Regions from separate parts of the Mus musculus genome. Here all the other regions are linked to region 1. Evidence: chromatin contacts called from public HiChIP or PLAC-seq data. All regions are on one chromosome and are shown on one strand. The core of a region is the stretch at or near the end of the contact, and the rest is flanking DNA. Distances in the headings are between cores, read along the strand shown.

Region 1 (3,562 bases), core at 371-2,870:
GTGGGCCGGTCCCTTTGGCATTTGGATAAAGCTGAGGTGATCTTTGTAGGAGGTTGCTATGACAATTTGCAAACAGCAGAGCCCACAGAACAGCAGGAGGTAGCTCCCTCTGGACTGAAGTCTGCTCTAGCTGGGGCCAGCACTCTCGGGGACCTGGGGACAGACACAATGAACAGGACAGTAAAAAATGGACCCGGGACTCCAGGAGCACTTCAGAAATTAGGCACCTCCCAGGAAGGAAGTGCATGCCTGGATGCGGTCCAACTTTCTTCCCTATCTGCTGGGATTTTTTGAAGCTTTCCCTCCACACCTGGCTGTCCAAGTGGACAAAGGTGCACAAGTGTGCCACGCGCGACAAAGCATAAGGTGTGCGACGACAGAGAAGAAAATTTTTGTTCTTTCTGGGAAACAGAGGCTATAGACCACAAATGAAAAGGGCGGGGAAATTCTCCACGTGTCTGGGAAGGGAAAGGGAAAAGGAATCTTTTCCTCCGAGGATGTGAGGAATCAGAGGTGTCGCACCAGTGCAGCAGAGAGCTGAAAGGAAGGTGTGTCTGTCTCAGTGGCCGCGCCGCGCCGGGGAAAGGCTTGGAGTTGTAAGGAAATGGGAGGTGTCTCTGATGTTTATTTTTGCCTAGCAACCCACAGCCAACTGCTACCTCAGCTGCGGTCCACAGGCGCCTGTCTGCCTCCCCTTGTCCTAGCGACTGGAGGGCAGCGGTCACTCGGTGTCAGTGAATCAGGGAGGGCGTGCGTGGCTGAAATGAAGGTGGAAGGGCAGCCCCTTCCTTCGTCCATGCTTGGGTCACCAGGCTCAGCCGCAGTCCCTCCTCGGAGCCTGACTTTCCGAGGTGACCCTCATACAACTAAGTTCTCTCCATGATAAACTGGGGAGAGGGGCTGGCTGGGCCACTGGGACAGGGACAGGGACTAGGGTCGGGGCCAGGGGTGGGGGGCCGCAGTATTGTCTGGGAGCAGCCATTAGGAGCGGTGTTTAGGGGCGTGATGGAAGAGGGAGTGGTCTCTGCAGCAATTTCGGGAGGAGGCCGGCCGCGGTAGGTTGCGCGGTAGTGCCGGGAGGGGCGTCGCAGGGGCGAGGGGGACCCGGGTAGAGGGCAGATGGCCGTAGGGGAGGCACAGGGCGAGCCGGAGTCGCAGTTTTCCTGGGAGCGGAGGGCGGCTCTGCGGAAGATCGGAGGGGGTGGGACTCCCGGGGTGGCGGGTGGGGGTGGGGTGGCCGCCAGCCTGTGTGGCTGGGGCCGGGGGTGGGGGGTGGGGGGAGTCCGGGGCGGGGCCTCGGCGGGGGCGGGGCTGGCCTTCTCGGGCGCGAGCCGCGGGGGCGAGCGTGTGTGCGAGTGTGCGCGGACGCGCGCGGGCCCGGGAGGAGGCTCCCGAGCGAGTGGGTCCCGGCGGCCGCAACCCGCTCCCCGCGGCCCCGATGTGAGGGAGTCGGGGAGGCCAGCGGTGCGGCAGGGGAGGGCGAGGCATGTGCACGGGCCGGGGGGTACAGCAGCCGCCCGAGGACGAGGGGGACGGCGGCGGCGAGGAGGAGAGCGGGGGGCTCGCGGCGGCGGGTCCGGGCCGAGGGGATGCAGCGGACTGCGTGTGTCTGGCTGTAGCGGGAGCGAGGCGGCGACGAGGCGCGGGTGACCCGCGTGAGGGGCGACCAGGAGGCGGCGGCGGCGGCGGCGAGGAGTAGCGGCGGGACCGGCGGCGAGGGCAGCACTGCCATGCACGTTCCTCTCCCGCGGCCATGTTAACCAGGAAACCTTCGGCCGCCGCTCCCGCCGCCTACCCGACCGGTAAGGGCCCCGGGACCCTGTCGGCGGCGTGGGGCGCGGGCTGCGCGCGTTGGTGCCCCGGGATCCCCGAACCCGGCGGGTCGAGCGAGGGCCATCCGGAGCGCGACCCCGCCGCTGCGCCTTCTCGGTGGCCCGCCCTCCCCTCCCCCGGCCCGGCGACGTGGGCTCCGGAGCTCCGGCCCAGCACTGCTCCCCGCCGGGTCGCGAACTTAACTTTGCAGCTGGCGGGTGCGCGCTGGGGAGTCGCGTCCCGACCCCCCTTGTTTCCCGCACGCCGCCGGCTTTTCCCGGGCCGGGTGTCTCCTTCCATCTTCTCCCTAGAAGAGGGGGTTCGCTGCCCACCGGGGCGGGGGCGGGGGGTCTGGGTGGCTCTCTTCCCCCACCCTGACCCTCTTTTGTCTCCTCCCGCGCGTGGCTCCCAGGCCGAGGAGGGGACACCGCCGTTCGCCAGCTTCAGGCTTCCCCGGGGATCGGCGCGGGGGCTCCCCGAAGCGGAGTGGGGACCGGCCCGCCCTCCCCCATCGCCCTGCCGCCTCTCCGGGCCAGCAACGCTACCACTACAGCCCACACGGTGAGACCTGGCTTCGGGTGGGCGCCAGGCAGACCCCTGGCTTGTTGGGTTCCGACTGTGGGAAGAGAGGGCCGAATCTCCACGCCCCTAGCAGGGGCCTGTCCTCGACGCCGCCCTCTGCAACTTGGGCGAGCCCCGAGCTGCTGCCACAAAGGAGATTCGTGGCGTGGGCCCCTTGCTTCCCTCTGGTGCTCGCCCACCCCAGGCTCCTTTTCCTGGGAACTTCCTCCTTGCGCCCCCTCCCCCTTTTTTCATCTCTGCTTCTCAGAGCTCCCTTCCCCCCCGACCCGGTAAACATCTACTCCCAACCCCAGGGGTAGTGGATATTTATAGAAACGTATGTGTTAGGGGACAGCTAGCCTACCCTGCCCGGAAAATCGATCCCCCAAAGAGCCTCCGAGGCCTGGCTCCAGCCAGCAGGGAGCACCCGCCAATTGTCCCCCGCGTGTGTAAGCATGTTTTATGAGAGCTACAGGTTTGAGCACAGCAGAAATTGTAATTAACATTAACAAAAATAAGAGCTACAGCAGTAGTCAAAACAAAACAACCCCCCCCCCCCCGCAGGATTCTCAACGTGGATATTGCTCAAAAGGAAAGACTGGGCTTTGCTTTGTAGGTGGCAAAGGAAGGGCACCTGACAAGGGCTGTCCCTTGAGTCCCTGGGGAGGAGAGCGGAGCCTGGGACTGGTAGCTGTAGAGACTGGCAAGCTGGATGTGACTTCAGAATGTACCTTTCCTCGGCTCCCAGCGATGGCCTTTGGATGGTGACCTGGAGCCTAGAGGAGGTGTGCGCTTGCAGAAGGTGGTGGTTTCAAAGGTCTCTTTCCCAAAGGCTCTCTGGGAGCGTGAGCAACCTAGGATGGTTTCTATGTGAGGTTGCTTGCAGGGCATAGGATTTTGTTACCAAGTGAAAGTTGGTTGAGAGCACCCACCCATGGTTTGTGGCCTGCAGGGAGCATCTCTGGGGGAGGGGGGTGGGGAATCATGTGTGACTGAAACTTGCTTATCACAGGAGATGAGAAGAAGGTGGACTTTAGTTGTTTGTAATGGAGACATATAAGAGAGGTAGATAATCTCATAGACATGTTTTGTTATTCTCTCTGTTTTTCTTGTGGGTCTATCCTAGGGGCTGGACATACACAGAATTAACTCATCTGGGTTGTACTGTTGCTGGGAAAGAGAGCCTGCA
Region 2 (3,928 bases), core at 621-3,120, 190 kb after region 1:
ACTTCTGGCTCCATCCTTGCTGTAGAGATGAGATCGCCAGGGCTCAGATGATTCAAATTTTGGCTGCGGTCTCCACTGAGTCGGGCAGCAGTTGTTTAGTTAGGCCCTACATCTTTGATTAAGGCATGTCTTTCTTTCTTAGATGGGCAACAGACCGTCTAGAGTGTTCACAGAGGAATAGTCAGTTACCACCTAAGTGAGGTAATGGTATTCAAAATAAAAGAGAGGTGCAGGAGGCAGGTTCTGTGGATAAACAAGAGGCAAGGGATACAGACAGGTGGTGAAGATTTGGGGGACCCCTGCTGATTCGGTGAAGCTACAATTAGAGTCTAAGGGAGACCAGAGCAACTATTTGGTGCATATCCGAGAAGATGAAGGTAAAGGGTGGATAGAGGCCCAGAATTTAAAACCAACCCCATGTGGGACTGACTTCCAGATTGGCAGTAGGCACTCCCACTGGCCTGGGCAAGTTACTTTAACCTGTTTGAGCCTCCATCTTCCCTCTAGAACGTGAGAATGAAATATCCTAATATGATGACGATGACGACGATGAGGAGGATGACGATGACGGTGGTGGTAACAGTAATGATGATGATGATGGTGATAGTGATGGTGGTGCTGGTGGTGGTGGTGATGATAGTGGATGGGTACCATCTAAGAAGGATATGCTCAGTAATTCTCTCCAGATAAAACAGTTCTGGTGATTAAAGAGTTAACACATAGGAAGCACTTAGAGGGATGCTAGGTATCTGTTATCTGGTGCTATGACTCATCAAGATTATGGAGAAAGCAATTTGACTTTTCTTGATATGTCCTTGCTTTCCCCCTCCCCCCACCCCCTTCTTCACAATATCAGTGGCATTTCCTCTGTTTAGGGATACTAGGGCCAACACGGCCTCCAGGCTAAAGGAGCAGTGGAGAAGGAAAGATAAAGCAAGGTAGATGTGGGCACGTGTGCTTCAAAATGGCTGGAGTCTGCAGGAGATGAGAGTAGGCAAAGCAATCCAGATAAGAAGGTAAGAAGTCCGGAAACAGTTTTTCTGTCCTTTCAGAGCTGAAGAAAGGAGCAAGTTGGGAGGCTTACCTGGAGGGGGGAATGGCTCACCCATCAAACATGGGGCCTGCGAAGGTGCAGGATCGGATGCACCTCTGAGAGACCTTCAAGGTCCGCAGGAAGCTGCCAGAAAGCTGGATCTGAAGGAACTTTTAGATGGGAGTCAAGAAACATAGCAGTCAACTTTGCTGATGAACCGGAACCCCAGACATCGCGGCTGATCTCAGCTGCGGGAAGCAAGGACTGGGCGCCCCCCCCCCCCCCGCCCCGCCCCAGGCACCTCATAATGCTGCTCCGGTCCCCTTGGGACTGTGTCTGTCACCTGGGAAGTGTGTGCAGGGCTCTAAATCCACTGATTTTTCTCTCACCGCTCAGAATGGGTGCTCAAAGGGGAATGTAAGTGGACTCATAAATCAAGAGAATTAAACTGACGGCTCACTTGAGTAAAATGTCACCTAAGCTAAGTGCAGCTTCGGAGCTGATGGAAATGAAGCCCCGAGCGCTCTAACTGCACGTGGAGTGTGTGGGTTGACAGACAACGCTGAGGCGACCTGTGGGATTTTCCTCCGTTGTTCCTTACACTGAAACTCCACAGGGATGCTGCGGTACGGTGATAAGGTTTTAAACAGGATTTTGGTCACACAAACGCGTGAGATAAATACTGGTTTCATCTCCAGGGTACCGAGGTTAACACTGAGGCTGAGGGATCAAGGAGTCAGAGATGAGACTGGAAGCAAGGGCAGGCACTGAGCAGCTGCCGCCTGTGCGATTGGGCGCTGTGCCTTTCTGCTATTTCTGGCCTTGGCCAATAGCAGACCTTGTAGCACACACTGGTGTGTTTCCTGGAATTCCAAAGGGCATGCAAGGAATAATAGAGTGTGCGGGCTGCCTCCTGTGGCCAAGATGACTAATATTCAGGGCACAGTGGTGTCACTGAAGACAAATTTGAAGGGCGGCTGGGGTTCTTGTTGTAAAGGAACACATTAGAAAAATAAGATTTTTTGTCCTTGCCTTGTGCAGCCTGGTGTGAGTTAGCTGCAGACACCATGCAATCACACTCTCACCTTTAAAAAAATAATAATTTATTTTTTTTTACTTATTTGCTTTCCATCCCTCTCACTGCCCCCTCCCGGTCACCCCCTCCCACAATCCTTCCCCCATCTCCATCCCCTTCTCTGAGTGGGTGGGAGGCCCCATGGGTATCTCCCTGCCCTGGCCTGTCAATTCTCTGAGAGGCTACCCTCATTCTCTCCCACTGAGGCCAGACAAGGCAGCCCCAAGGGTCCAGGTTAGTTGATTCTGTTGGTCTTAGTTGATTCTATTGGTCTTCCTGGGGAATTCCTATTCCCTTCAGGACCTGCAATCCTTCCCCCTATTCTTCCATAAGAGTCCCCGGTGGGTGTCTGCATCTGTCTAAGTCAGCTGCTGGGTGAAGCGTCTCAGAGACATGTCCTCACCTTTGAAGAAGATGAATGAATGCTTCTTGAGGACAGATGTCTTCAGCATCTCCCATTCCTGAACAGACAGATGGTAGATTCTGGTCTAGTTGTCATTACTCGGTGTTAGAATTACTGTTCTCCCTGGCTTTTACACCTTCACCTAATCTTTGAGGTCCTGGAATTCACTAATATTATTAATAAAGTTGCATTAAAAAATCTCACCAGTGGGAGTGATTAAATCATCCCCAGTCCTGGGACATGTAAGATCAGCTCATCCTTGGCAGAAACGAGCCACCCATTTGGACTCATCATTTTCCCCAGAGCTCATTAGATTTCCGTGAAGCCTTTATGAATTAGACAACTAAGGTTTATTTTTCTCTTTCAACTTTTCTCTCAACTTCCCATCGTGATTTATCTTCAGAAATCTCCTTGATATGTTTTTGGCTTTTAGAGTTCTGTTCTTTCTCTTTTTTTAATATTGAGAAACAGGGAATTATATATATATATATATATATATATATATATATATATATATATATATATATACATATATATATATATTAATTTTATGTAACTTTTATTTCTCTGTTACTCTGTGGATTATATCCAATTCTATAAAATCAGTTTCTGTTGCCAGTTATATTGAATTCTCCTCTTGTGCTAATTAGATCCTTGTGCAACTTTCCACATCTAAACCCAAATTCCCAGGTCGCTAGAAGGGGTTAGAGAACCCGTCTCTTCTTTAAAGGGGAGTCTGTGAAGTGCTCAGGGAACACTCAACCGTGGCCATTGTTTTAGGATGAGTTGGATACCATAACAATCCTTCAGAGTCCAGAGTCAGGTCACCTTGAAACCCAGACTCCATAGTTGTAAAGCACAGAGCGTTTGGGAGTAATGATGAGAAGCTGATGATGCTAGTCGTGGTGGTGATGATGAAAGGATAAAATCTATCTCTGCTGCGTGCAGACATATTCCTGTCTTACCCACATCATGTATATAGAGTCATTCCCCATTCACAAGCATCTCTGATCTAGACACAATTTCAACCCCGTTTTCAAAGGCATTGACTAACTTGCCCAACAAGCTATAGCAGCACAGAGTGCATAAACACAGAATCACATAGCAACAAAGTGGCTTGCCCGAGTCACATAGCAACAAAGTGGCAGAGGCAGCCTTTGAACAAAGCTAGCTTGGCTCCGTGCTCCATTCTTTCATGTTGAGGCTGTATTGACTAGTTGCCCTCCAATAGTAGGGATGAAGGCAAAGGCATCACAAATAATCCAAAGCTTCCATAGATACAGCATGTCAACCTTCATGGGGCCCTGTGGGCTGTGACCGGTGCTCAGGTTGTCCTCTTGAAATGACTTGAGAAGTCAGCGTGTTTTTCTGGAGAGTTTTCTTACATTGAAGTTGCATTGTGTAAGTAAATAAATAA
Region 3 (3,817 bases), core at 1,133-3,632, 240 kb before region 1:
ATTCAAGAACATGTCATTTTTAGTGTGAAATGTAATGAGAAAAAGAATCTATAAGGCTTAAAGAAAAATAAGTACAGGAACCAACAGCCTAAGGACACACAATTTAATATCATTGCTTATATTTATATTTTCTCTCTCTCTCTCTGAGATAAAAATCTTACCATATAGTCCAGGTTGGCCATTTTCTCCTCTTACAAGTAAGACTGCTATGAATAATTTTGGCCACTGGGCCTGTGGTCTCTAAGCACAAGATCTACTGCTTAATCATTATTTTGTTCCATAACTCTGTTCCTTTGTGTGTTTTCAAGTTAAATTTCAACCCAACCCCTCCAAGAATTTTGTTCTCTGCTCCTTCCATCCCAAGATGAGCAGTGCAGGGATGACAGGGATTTTGTGTGGAAGGGAGTTTCCGGTAGGAACCCTTTTCTATCTCCAGATATTTATTTCTCGGTGATAAAAGAACAAAACCCAATAAAGTCATGACAGGCAGCAAGGCCTTACCCTATCCCAATTTACAATATAAATAAAAAACCGAGACTGTCTAGACAGAAACACCAGAAGGCTGTTCAGTCTTACAGAGAAAGAGGCCTGCCTTTGGAGAACTAGATGAACCCAGAGGACATTGTGTTATTAATGTGGTTCTCAACCAGTGGGTCGTGGCCCCTCTGGGGTTGAATGACCTTTTCACAGGGGTCACTTAAGACCACTGGAAACCACAGATATTTACATCAACATTTTTATTTGGTTACATTTACATTTTCATAACAGTAGCATAATTACAGTTAGGAAATAGCAATGAAAATAATTTAATAGTTGGGGAATCACTACAACATGAGGAACTGTATTAAAGTGTCGCAGCGTTAGGAAGGTTGGGAGTGCAGTGTTAAGTGAAATAATCCTGGTGCAGAAATACCAGCCTGATGTGATCTTAACTCACTGTCAAAATCCCGCAGAATGGTGTTCTCTACAGGTGGGGCAAGGCAGAAGTGGGACATGAGAGTCAACAGTACAAGGTTCAGTTATGAAGGATGCAAGCTCTGGAGATCAAACACACAATCCTGTGAACATAGTTCACACACTGCACATGTATGTGTGTGCGCTGCAGCGAGCACTCGAGCATGCACACACTCAAGAATACTCATGGCGGCAATTGTGTGCAGATGTACTAATCGGATATTTCTGGTGACTCCCTCCCCAATATACATATATAATCATCAAGTTGTATACTTTACATATATATAATTTCAGCTATCTGAAGGCAAAACCACTAATTTTAATAATCAAATTTAGGGATGGAGAGATGGCTCAGCAGGTAAGAGCACTGACTGCTCTTCGGAAGGTCCTGAGTTCAAATCCCAGCAACTACATGGTGGCTCACAACCATCCTTAATGAGATCTGACACCCTCTTCTAGAGTGGCTAAAGACTGCTACAGTATACTTACATATAATAATAAATAAATCATTTGGGGGCCAGAAAAAAAAACAAATTTAACTACAATTAAAAATAGAATATAGCCGGGCGTGGTGGCACACTCCTTTGATCCCAGCACTTGGGAGGCCGAGGCAGGCAAATTTCTGAGTTTGAGGCTAGCCTGGTCTACAGAGTGAGTTCCAGGACAGGCAGGGCTACACAGAGAAACCCTGTCTCGAAAAAAAACCAAACCAAACCAAACCAACCCCCCAAAAAGAAGGAAAGAAAGAAAGAGAGAGAGAGAGAGAGAGAGAGAGAGAGAGAGAGAGAGAGAGAGAGAGAGAGAGAGAGAAAGAAAGGAAGGAAGGAAGAAAGAAAGAACAAACTCCTAAATTTTATAAAATTGAATATTTCCTCACATCTATTCTTGGATAATTTTGACTTTTAATAAGAAAATATTTCCTGTATATCTTCTTTTTAGAAAATCTTTAAAGTTAACATGTTAATATAGCCTTGCATAGTGGTATACACCTTCGATCCTAGCACTTGGAAAGGAGAGGCGGGCATATCTTTGTAAAACAAGGGCTGGAGAGATGGCTCAGCGGTTAAGAGCACTGACTGCTCTTCCAGAGGTCCTGAGTACAATTCCTAGCAACTGAATAGTGTCTCACAGCCATCTGTAATGGGATCAGATGCCCTCTTCTGCTGTGACTGAAGAGAGTCACAGTGTACTCATATACATTAAATAAATAAATAAATAAATAAATAAATAAATCTTTAAGAAAACAAAAACAAAACAAATAAAACCAAAAGATGTTAATGTGTTTTAAAAATATGTGTGTTAATTTTCATCTTATGCATCTGAGTGTCTTGCCTGCATATATGTAAATACACATGTTCCAGATGGTTGTGAGTCAGCAGGTGGGTGCTATGTAATGAAACAGGGCTCTCTGCAAGAGCAGGGTGTGCTCCAAACCGCTGAGTCATCTCTCCAGCCCCTGTTTTGAGACAGACCTTTTGATACTATTGTATAGTTGGCCTTATGAGTGGCTCTCAAATGTTGCTATGAACAAAGAGCACCCAGAAACAGGGGTTTAAAGAGAACTGTCTAAAAATACAGTGGTTCTCAACCTGTGGGTCACAACCGCTTCAGCAAACCTCTGTCTCCAAAAATATTTACATTATGACTCATGACAGTAGCAAAATTGGTATCTGCACTTACTTCTGTGGAATGAAGAGTGAATCGATCATGAGATTTCCTGAGGGAGTTCAGCTTCACAATACTCCTGGTGTCTTGGTCAGGATTTCTTTCGCTTTGATAAAACGTCATAACCCAATCAACATGGGGAGGAAGGGGTTTATTAGGGCTTACAGCTTCACCCCACACCGCACACAGTCCATTACTGAAGGAGACCAGGACAGGAGCCTGGAGGCAGGAGCTGATGCAGACTCCTGGGGGACTGTTGCTTACTGGCTTGCTTCCAGGAGTTGATTAGCAGGCTTTGCTCTGGAGCACCTGCCCAGGGGCTGGGGAACTGGGCTTTCTTCACCAGGCTGACCTGGTGAGAGAATGCTCTCAATTTGAGACTCCCTCTTCCAAAAGGACTCTAGTTTATGTTGACATAAAAAAACCCAAAAAACAAACAAAAAAAAAAAAAAAAAAAAAAACCCAAAACGAGCCAGCACAGCTGGGCAGGAAGGAAACACTGTTCCTCAGATTTTCCAGAAGAAAATTTAAACTCAGTGGGCAGGAGATGCAGACTTTCATCTAACCACAACCTCTGCCACCTCTTTCTGCACCCCGCTGAGGGCAGAGAGCAGGCGCTGGGCTCCTTCCTTAATATTCCTGAAGCCTGCAACCTGGAGGAATCTGAGTCTTTCTGTTCTTCAATTTTCCAGCAAGAAGGAGCCTCAGAGATTAGACCTGGGGAATCTCACAGCTGGAAGACATCTAAGAAGTCACCTGGTCCCGTCTCTTCCCTTTCATCAGAGAAGAATATCAAAGCCACAGCACCTCGGTCCCCACCCTAGAGCAAGGGCTCAGACTTGCAGCATGCTGCTCCCCACTTTTCACAGTATTACATTTTCTTTTCTTTCTTGGAAAAGTTCAATCCTCCAGCTGCGTCTGATGCCCCTGAGCAAACGGGGCCCAAATGTCCTCGTCCAATGTCCTCCTCAGACCTGGTTCAGAATAATCCTCTTAAATTAAACTGGAGATCTGCATCCTTTGAAATTCTGATTAGCCCAGGGTGGTTGATTCTGATAACCCACTTGGGAGGGAATTATGCTCTGAGGTCCAGAAGCTGCCAGAAGCCAAGCTGGCAGCTTAATGCCAGCCCCATTCTCTCCGTTTTATCAGCAAAACAGCTAGGGACAAAGACTCTGGGCTCCTAGGCAGGTGGGGA

Evidence for each region. HiChIP or PLAC-seq counts read pairs in DNA pulled down with a chosen protein or histone mark.
Region 2: an H3K4me3 HiChIP or PLAC-seq map of neural tube shows a contact between it and region 1, with 2.6 times the contacts expected there. The contact joins the enhancer-like site here to the promoter of Dyrk2 in region 1. A contact is called at or near these places in 2 of 39 promoter capture datasets (the C10 cell line and cranial neural crest), 1 of 15 datasets of contacts at CTCF or cohesin (pro-B cells), 2 of 484 Hi-C or Micro-C datasets (embryonic stem cells and olfactory sensory neurons) and 10 of 115 datasets of contacts at active chromatin or transcription factors (DN3 thymocytes, bone marrow-derived macrophages, differentiating embryonic stem cells and 6 more).
Region 3: a FOXA1 HiChIP or PLAC-seq map of pancreatic cancer cells shows a contact between it and region 1. The contact joins the enhancer-like site here to the promoter of Dyrk2 in region 1. A contact is called at or near these places in 1 of 484 Hi-C or Micro-C datasets (cortical neurons) and 4 of 115 datasets of contacts at active chromatin or transcription factors (embryonic stem cells, neural tube and pancreatic cancer cells).

The regions. Positions count from the first base shown.
Region 1 is chr10:118,866,961-118,870,522 of GRCm38.p6, reverse strand. It overlaps Dyrk2 (dual-specificity tyrosine-(Y)-phosphorylation regulated kinase 2), which reads left to right and starts at 1,620. Exons shown (of 3, transcript NM_001014390.2): 1 at 1,620-1,802; 2 at 2,225-2,373. The coding sequence starts at 1,754.
Region 2 is chr10:118,673,968-118,677,895 of GRCm38.p6, reverse strand. No RefSeq gene overlaps it. Among named protein-coding and RNA genes, the nearest start is that of Gm33337, 40 kb to the left of the region's middle. Within about 2 kb of position 1,870, at least 46 of the 459 cell types and tissues checked have an H3K27ac peak or open chromatin away from gene starts, as enhancers often do. A contact at or near this core is called in neural tube, where this site is marked.
Region 3 is chr10:119,110,671-119,114,487 of GRCm38.p6, reverse strand. No RefSeq gene overlaps it. Among named protein-coding and RNA genes, the nearest start is that of Gm33982, 18 kb to the left of the region's middle. Within about 2 kb of position 2,382, at least 22 of the 459 cell types and tissues checked have an H3K27ac peak or open chromatin away from gene starts, as enhancers often do. A contact at or near this core is called in pancreatic cancer cells, where this site is marked.